2 separate regions of the Xenopus laevis genome follow, and region 2 is linked to region 1. Evidence: chromatin contacts called from public Hi-C data. All regions are on one chromosome and are shown on one strand. The core of a region is the stretch at or near the end of the contact, and the rest is flanking DNA. Distances in the headings are between cores, read along the strand shown.

What was found. A called contact is a pair of places that touch in the nucleus more often than the background predicts.
Region 2: a Hi-C map of the XTC cell line shows a contact between it and region 1, with 5 times the contacts expected there. The contact joins the promoter of LOC121393932 here to the enhancer-like site in region 1. A contact is called at or near these places in 2 of 4 Hi-C or Micro-C datasets (the XL177 cell line and the XTC cell line).

What each region holds. Positions count from the first base shown.
Region 1 is chr5L:112,109,201-112,114,178 of Xenopus_laevis_v10.1, forward strand. The region is part of intron 1 of mb21d2.L (protein MB21D2); the gene reads right to left. Among protein-coding and RNA genes, the nearest start is that of fgf12.L, 32 kb to the left of the region's middle. Within about 2 kb of position 2,466, at least 1 of the 7 cell types and tissues checked has an H3K27ac peak or open chromatin away from gene starts, as enhancers often do.
Region 2 is chr5L:112,223,284-112,227,750 of Xenopus_laevis_v10.1, forward strand. LOC121393932 (IgGFc-binding protein-like) reads left to right here and starts at 2,502. Exons shown (of 12, transcript XM_041563784.1): 1 at 2,502-2,562; 2 at 2,661-2,902; 3 at 3,631-3,914; 4 at 4,122-4,399. The coding sequence starts at 2,502. LOC121393931 (zonadhesin-like) reads left to right here. Exons shown (of 4, transcript XM_041563783.1): 3 at 1-122; 4 at 1,451-1,649. The coding sequence ends at 1,558.

The sequences.
Region 1 (4,978 bases), core at 1,216-3,715:
CCAAAAAGCCTGATGCATTTTGTGTCCCTTCTGTGCACTTAATAATAGGCTAATAAGACCATCCATAAAACACACTATTTAAAAGACAAAAGAGCTTATTCCAGCGTAGACCACAGAAACTTCAAAATAGGATAGGGCCATTGCCATTAACTTATACACAACCTCATCAGGTCTGAGATGGTGAATTTTCAAATTTCGGGCTTTTTGCTGCATCAGTTTTTAATAAATCTCGTAAAATTGAAGTTTTCAAAAAAAAAACAAAAAACTATTTTATTTATATATATATATATATATATAATAGCGTTTTGACCCAAAAAGCCTGACCAGAGTTTGGTAAATAACCCCCTAAAAGTGTTACTGACCATCAGCATTCTGTAACTAGTTAACGTGTGAGGAAGGCACTGCCCATTCACTAACCCCTGTAACAGCAGATTTCTGTAAAGTGCAATTTCAGAAAAGTGACACTAGAAGGCGCCTATGCTTAATATTTAGAATCAGTCAACTGCAAGACTCAGTGCAGCATTATTTTTACAACACATCAAAAGTCATGTAATGGTATCTTTACATTTCTTACCTACAGTGTACATTTCAAATAGTGAGTTTTTATTTAGTGGCAAGCATGACCAGACTATAAATGCTATAGGATAGGGAAAGTTATAGTGTAACAATATCTAGAGCAACACATTTCACAACTTTGCCACACACCTTTCTCTATCAGCTTCTATCTTTATCATGGTGTATGCTGTCAGACAATGAGCCAGTCATCTAGCCAATGTTTTGCACAATGTAGCCATGTTTGCACAAGACACTGTTTATACAACACACATTATTAATGTAGTCCTAGCAACATTTTGCCAATACACCTGTTATCCATAAAAGACCAGGTCCCGAGCATTCTGGATAACGGATCTTTCCATAATTTGGATCTTCATACCTTACTAGCAAATCATGTAAACCTTAAATAAACCCAATACGCTGCTTTTGCTTGCAATAAAGATGAATTATATCTTAGTTTGGATCAAGTGCACAGTACTGTTTAAGGGTAGAACTCCACAGGCGATTTCATCGCTATTCGACACGCTGCGCAAAAATAAGGTAAGCAATAGCTATCTTGGATGGTGTTGCAGCGTTCGTCTAACGCGACACGTCTGCCGGATGCCGATGCTGCGACATTTCCATCTCTTACCTTATTTCAGTCGCATTAGACTTGACGCCTGCGTTTTTGTGCAGCGTGTCGGATCACGCCGAAATTGTCTGTGGAGTTCTACCCTTAAGGCCCCCATACACGGGCTGATAAAAGCTACCGACAGACCGAGTCGGCAGCTTATTGGTTCATGTGTGGGGCCATCTGGCGGGCTTTCCTGATCAATATCTGTCCGAAAGTCGGCCAGATCTCGATCAGGCGGGTTAAAAAATCCCGTCGGATTGCGGCTGCATCTCTGCGATCGCCTGTTCTCCTGCCCGATCAGCCGATATCACCCACTTCAATGTGGGCATATCGGGCAGAGATCCACTCGTTTCGCGACATTGCCAAATGAGTGGATCTCTACGTCTATGGCCACCTTTAGGCTATGGACACACAGGCTGTTGTCAGCAGCTGTTTTCAGCCTGCCTAATTGGGCTGATCTCAGCCTGTGTGTGACCGCACACAGGCTGATCAGATTCAAATCAATGGAGCAGGGTCACTAAGCAGATCTGCTTCTCTCAGCTAGCAGAATTATGCACAACAGCTGCTGATCAGCCGCTGACAACAGCCTGTGTGCCCATAGCCTTATTATTACAGAGAATAAGGAAATCCTTTTTAAAAATCTGGATTTGGATAAAATGGAGTCTATGGGAGATGGCATTTCTATGATTTGGAGCTTTCTGGATAATGGGTTTCCAGATAACGGATCCCATACCTGTACATACTGTTAAATGAGATTATGATACAGGGAATAATGTACAATATCTGCATAAAGACCAACTACAATATGTCTAAAATAGAGATGTCTAGAAATGTAATAGAATGCAATAGTCCCCATGAAAGACCATCATTTAAGCACAAGTAAATGATTCCCAAATCATGTGCCTTGTTTCTTAACCCTTTTGCTGCCCTCTCATTCCAGCACAAACATGGATCCTGCCCGTCAGCAGTAATGAAAGGATTAATCAGCTGGGAATTGCGGAGGCTTGGTATTAACAAGGGATATAATTGGGCAGCTGAAAACAACATTTCTTCAAGGCAACAGTCTTGTGTAAGCGTAAGGACAGTGATTTACCATTGCCAATAATCATGCTTTTTCAGGAGACTGCAATTATTTTTTAAGTAAATTGATTTTTTTCCACACTTAAAGTCACACAAACTGATATAAACAAAGATCGCTTGGTTGTCGCTCCCCTGCTTTTTTTCCCCAGCAAGACACCACAGGGTCCTGTACAAAGGAAACCCCATCATTAGCATATGAAGGCAACAGTGATTTATTAGAGAGCAGCTCCGAGGATGGTTCCAGCATTTGCAGGGCATTCCATGCAACAATTAGGAGAGGATGCTCTGATAGGATTTCAAGCAAAGGAATGAAAGCAGGGATTATTCTCCCATAAAACGGCTGTGAGTTGAGCCCATTTGGAATACTGTTCCAGCCTTCATTAAATACACAGGTTTTACTTTATGTTATGTACATTTAAAAAAAATCTGGAATGTGATGCTTACTTGGAATTATTGGTGAAACCATGGCAGGTCTGAGTGCCTATGAACCTGCTACTGTGCCGTGCTAGAGAGTGGCTTGCAGCTATGTATGGGAAGTGTATTGAGGAATTGCAGGAGACAGCCAGCAATATAATGTAAAACTTGAGCCAAAACTATAGAAAACTAGAGACCAGTAAATAGAGACACATAGTGAAAGTTTTTTAAAGTGCAACCTCTCCTATTGACTTTCCTACAGACAGGTCAATAGCATTCATGGCCAATCCCTGTGAGCCTTTGTGGGGCAAAATTCCACTGCCCTCCCCCAGCTAGCCCCTCGGGTAGCTAGCTCCAGACTAAAGCAAGGTAAACCAGCAGCATGAGTGTCAGAGTTGTGGAGTCGGGAGCAATTTTTGGTGTCTGGAGTTAAAGACACCAAATCTACCGACTGACTCCTAATAACTTTAAAAATCAGATACATTAAATAAATGCGTCATACTTTCCAGAAATTATACAGACCATGATCTACAGTAGGACAAATGACACACAAGTGTTTTGGCTACCACTGTGCTCAGTCGAAGACCAGAGGAGGTGAAAACCCTAAGATATACAGATGTCTGTGTTTGTGAGCGGCTGTCATCCTCAGAGCTGTGGAGTTGAGTCAGACTCCGACTCCTTCCAAAGCCATCAATCGTGGTTCCAAAATGTAAGTGTCGATACAAAACAGTGCAGAAGTTCTGCTGCAAAAGTGCCTTTATTTAACACGATATGTTTCGAGCACCAGGGCTCTTTATCAAGTGCGAGCCTTGGTGCTCGAAACATGTCTGTCACATGACTCACTGAAACTTGTGTATTATAATTAATAAAGTAAACCCAGTTGCAAAATATGAGGATATTAGAAGTTACCTCGGAGTTCCATGACCTGTATAAAAACACTCGGCCTTCGGCCTTGTGTTTTTATATGGTCATGAAACTCCTCGGTAACTTATAATGTCCTTATATTTTACAAGAGGGGGTACTTTATTCACTATATAGTATACTATTAGCATACACTGGTAAAAGCTATGTGTTTGCTTCAGAAACACTAGTATCAGTGGCGTAACTAGATATTACTGGGCCCCACAGCAAATTATTTTTCAGGCTCCCAAAATTTTTAGCAGTTGACTTGTTTTACCAATATTTATTGAAACTGTATTATGAATTAGGGCCTCGTGGGGCCCCTATACCTCCTGGGCCCCCCTGCAGGCGCAGGGTCTGCTTCCTCTATAGTTACGCCCCTGACTAGTATAGTTTATATAAATAAGATGCTTTGTAGCCATGGGGGCAGTCATTCAAACTGCTGAAAAAAGGAGAAAAGGCACAGGTTACAAAAGTTTGAACTTTTAGGTGAACTAACCCTTTATGTTACTTATACAAGGAAATGGTAAAACGTGTATCAGAGTCTAGGGCATAAATGATAAGATCCGTCAGTAATCCACACTGGCTTTGGGCTGACAAGGTATTTAAGAACGGATTTAAGATACCAGCTGTGTTAAGGGCCACAGCATGCCATCAAGAAAAGTACCATCAAACTATTGCAGGGTCACACCTGTATACATCCATCAGAAACACAAAGAAGACAAAATGCACTGTAGGAAAGCCCTATGTAAGAAAACCCTGGATAATAACAAAAGTGGCCATATCACATTCCTTTCACTGGGCCTGCGTTTTAGCTGCATTTATGGGGTTATTTATTAAAGGTTGAGTTGTGCCGTAAAATTCAAATTTTTTCAATAAAAACAGATTTATTTTGCCCTGAAGCTACTAAAAGCCCAAATCTGGCTGTCCTGTAAAGGTCATATAGAAGTTAATGGCAGAGGCTCCTTTTAGCCTTTTTGTTTTTTTTACAGTGGTTTTTGAGCTCGAAAACGCAACCAATTCGAGGTATTTAAGATTTTTTTCCTGATAGCATTAAATAGAGTGTTTTACATTTGGGTTTTTTCATAAATAAGAAAACATTTGAGTTGTGCGTTTATGCGAGGTAGAAACTTGATCGTTGGTAAATAATGACTGCACAGTGACAGTTTCATGTAGAGCATATTTGTTCCGCAAGAGGCATTACTGTCAGGTCACTGGGAAAGAGTTTATAAGGGGTGAGCTCATGTAGGGGGGCAGTGCACAGATAATACTGTAGTATAATGGAAAGAGTATGACAGCAATTTGGTTGTACTAAAAGGCTGGTTTTGCAAACAGGAATGGGCAGCCCAGAAGGGCTCTAGTGTCAAACAAAACTGTTCTGCAGTGGACAGATGGCCAGACAGAAGGCTTCTGATT
Region 2 (4,467 bases), core at 1,252-3,751, 110 kb after region 1:
TCAGAGTCCTAATCCTTGATGAAAAAGGTCAAACAGTCTATTGGAAACAAACTGGGGCCCAGAGTTCTTACTGGTTATATGGCTATTTCACTTACCAACCAAAGCAACAAACGTCTATTCAGGTAAGAATATTATATGTCTTATTTTATTAAATGTAAGTGCAAAGTCTGAAGATTTATGATGTGATAAACAGAAGGGAAAGGGGCAAAGGAATGCCTGTAGAAAAGAACAGCAGATAAAATATGTACAAAGTTTATAAATGAGTAATGCTCTGTAAAGTATTTCTTGCATATGGTATCATGTTGCGTAAAACCTTTGAGATAAGTTGCTTTGAGCAATACCTATCAGCAATCTAATTTCTTTGAACCTGATTATTATAGAGCCGTGACGCAATTGCTGATGGAATATATGGGGTTTTGTTTTTTTTCTTATTCTACACAGTTTATACCTTCTCTTTTTCTTTCTGCCCTTTAATTATCCATTGCCTACTTTCCTTTGTCCCTACTTCCATTGCTATTAGCTTGTGTCCTGTCTTCTACTTCTCATCCCCCATTTATTTTCATATAATTTATCCCTCTAGTTTTCATCTTCCTAGTTCCATTCTCTTAAACAATCTTTGCACTTTTGCACTCTTCTTGTTAATGCTTTACAATATTTCCATATTTTCTTCTGTTTTTTTATCTGCCATCTTCTCTTTCAACTCTACTATTTATTTTCTTTTGTGGTTTGCTTTTTCTTAATTCAGTACCAATGGCATGTTGGCATAAGCCTTAATAACTTTTTATAAATCTTGTAACAACTGAATGAACATGTTTGAAGGTTACAAGAAGGAATATAACAGTAGTCTTAGGGTGGCATTGATATGAAATGTCAAACTATATGAAAATATTCTGTTCAAAGTATCTAATTTTATATAAGAAAACGTTATTTGAAATATTGTGCATTAGAGCTACCAATTCTTTAATTATAATAATGCTCTTAATTACAGTATGACCGTTTTACCTCATTCCCTATGGTACCAATGGGATTCGATTTGTGATCAGAGTTAACCTATACTGCCATCTAGTGATCATTAAATAAAGCTTGCATGCAAACTATAACCAAATGTGCAAAAATACCATGCTTTTTACCATTTAAAAAAATCAAATGAAATGCAAAAGAGAAATAGAAAAAGGAATACAATCAGAATAAAGCATTTAAAGAATCTAATAAATCACACACTAATGCTGTTATTGATGTGCATCAGCATGCCAGAAAAGATGCAATTTGCACAATGAATTGTTCGTAAGTCACTGCACCCAGAATTTTGGCATATCTGGTGATTTGCATCTGTTTTTGTGCTTTGCTAATTTCACTTTCATTCATAAACAAGTGTTATAGCAGAAAGATCATTATCATTCCATCTCTTTACCTGCAATATTAATACATCTTCCCTTTTATTTATTATTAGGTCCTATTTGTAGCTGTTCGGGGGCTAACAGAATATGGTGATACAGCTATAGACAATATTGGTGTGAAAAATGGACCTTGTGGTAAGTACTCATATACTTGGGGGTAAAATTATAGTTTTTCATCTCTGCCCAGCTCTTGCTCTGGATTAAATTTTCTGAGGTACAATATGATAAATAAGAAATTTGCTTCCATTAATATTTTTTCTTGGGGTCCACAGTGGTTTTATTAGTAGGAAGTGGAAGTAGGAAGTGGTCATTATTCTACAGGGGGTATTTTATAAGTTATCGGTGTTACACACCAGGAATATAGCATTTGGGGGAAATATCTGTGGTCAATAGACAGTTGAAAAACACACTAAATGCATAGACATCTTTAAAAAACAAATTATCATTGAGATTGATAAACCAGGCAGTTTTCCCCAGAGGGCCATCCAAACAATAAGACACTGAGGTTTGAAATTGAATCACTTCTCAATAAAGCATCTCCCCATTTAGATCAGCAAATAGATATCTAGAGCACATATAATCATACGTCCAAATGGTCCTGATTTAGAGAGGACAGTTCCAAAGTGGTTTATGTGAAGGGAGCCATGTTGGGGATTGTGTAGATTAGGGCATGGTCTAAATTTCCCCAAATGCTGCTTTTCAATTGTTGAGAAGTATTTCATTTAAGGGGTGATATAACTCCTTTAAAGAGTTGTTGCTGTAACTGAATTGCTGCTTGCAACAGCCACTGACATCCTTGGTCTAATGCAGTTGTTCCCAAGCTGAAGGGCTCCATGCCATGTCATTGGGGAGGCAGTCTGAATGGCAATGAGAGTAAAATTTGGAGTAAATAATTATTTAATTTGGAAGATCATCTTAAAGGTTCATTAGAGCAAGTATTGGAGTAAACATTTACTTGATGCCCTAGATCATTTTTGAACTATGGCTGAACTGCTAATGCAATAGTGAAACCTTAGAACTAATAGGGAAAACGCTAAAGGCATGCAAGTCAATACCATTTGATAAATATATCCTTATTTAATTCCTTGAATCATATTTCTATATATGACACCATATTTTGTCGTTTCAGTGCCAGACTCCACCACCCCGCCTGTAGAGCCACCAGGTATGTTGTATGTGGATTGTATGTTTCACAACTGAAATTGGAGATTAAATCAGTTTTACAGTTATCTAAGATATCCCAATCCATTACTCTCTATACAGGGACTTGCATCGGCTACGGAGATCCCCATTTTGTTACATTTGATGGCTATCCTCATACTTTTATGGGGAACTGCACTTACACACTCACCAAGCTCTGTGAAGTCAACAGCAGTTTGACAGATTTCAATGTTGAAGTTGCACATGAGTACAGAGGGGGAAACACTCAAGTTTCCTATGTCAGCCAAGTCATGGTGGATGTTCATGGCTACATTATTACTCTAGAAAAGAAAAAGGTTGTAAAGGTAAGTGAAACAACTACAGGAGTAAAAACAGTAATGCAGAAACAATCCAGTCAGGATTACAAATTAGGCAGTAGTTAATGTATGCCTCTTTTTTGAAATAGAAAGATGAGATCTATTCCTATTTCGGCACAATACTATGGATTAAACGTGAACTGATTAATTCTGAACCAGCTAGTTACACTATTGCCATAATGATCAATGTCATTTAATACTGTCTCACTTCCCTGAACAATATCAAGTACCTGCATTGCATAGCAGAATACCACTATGATCCATGGGATCATGAGAATTTATAGGGGTGACAAAGGGTGATAGGGGTGTTGTATTGCTTTATACTACTGGGTTTTAAAGTTATATACTGTAGGTCTACAAATTATTCAATGGAAAAATATTTAGCAATAAATGTTCTATTCTGCCATTTATCAAATTATTTATTAAAAACTAACAGCAGAGAAAACTTCTTGGTCCTTGGAAAATAGCAGTGGTGTAAAAGCTCCAAATATTATTGAAACCAGTCCTCTCATCATTCTTGTAACTCCCCTCTAGATAACCCACAATGCTTTGGAGCAGATGTTATTAGCTCAGTTGCTTTGTATATTTTATTTTTTGTGGTCTTGACACAATATTAAGCATTGGGAAAGCAGAGCATTGTCTTAGAGAGTAGTATTTAATATAATTAATGTTTTTCACAGTTTATTGCTGAATATTTTATTTACTTTTGTTCTCAGTTGAATGGAGAGGAAAAACTGCTCCCACTGAACTTGTCTCCTGGTATATCAGTTGGATTTAGTGGCCAGTATGTTGCTGTCATAACAGACTTTGGCCTGATGGTGAAGTATGATGGAGATCACAGGGTTGAAGTTACTCTTTCTAAAGCATATCAAGACAAAGTGTGCGGTATCTGTTCAAATTTCAATGGAGAGAGATCAGATGACACTCTTAATCCTAATGGTATTAAGGAGCCAAATTCTGAAAGCTATGGCAACAGCTGGCAGGTCCAGAACAACTCAAGGTATTTAATATTTTTTGCTAAAACTAGTGACCAGAAATTCAGCATTTATCAATTAAATATCCTAATTTCCTAATAACTGTAAAAAAAATGGTGATGTTCCATGCTACAGTTGCCATAATCTATACAACTTGAACACAATTGTTAATTTCATTTGATAATGTTATATTACTTCTATGATAATGGAATATTACTTTTTTCTCTTTCAAGCTGTTCCCTGGCCTCTAAATTTGACCCACAATGCACTGAAGAAGAACAGAGGGAAATAGAGAGTCACCAGTCCTGTGGCACTATGCTACCCTTTGATGGGGTATTCCAACACTGCCATCTAATTGTAGATCCAAGGCCTTATTTTCTAAACTGTTATTATGACATGTGTGCATTGCATCTGGATCCAAATACTCTTTGCCGCCATCTTCAGGCTTATGCAGATGCATGTCAAGCTGCAGGTGCCATAGTGCTACCTTGGAGAAATGCTACATTCTGCCGTAAGTTTGATGCCTTTAAATTTCATTCTGGTTTCTCCATAGATTGTCAGCTTTACAGGGCAGGGACA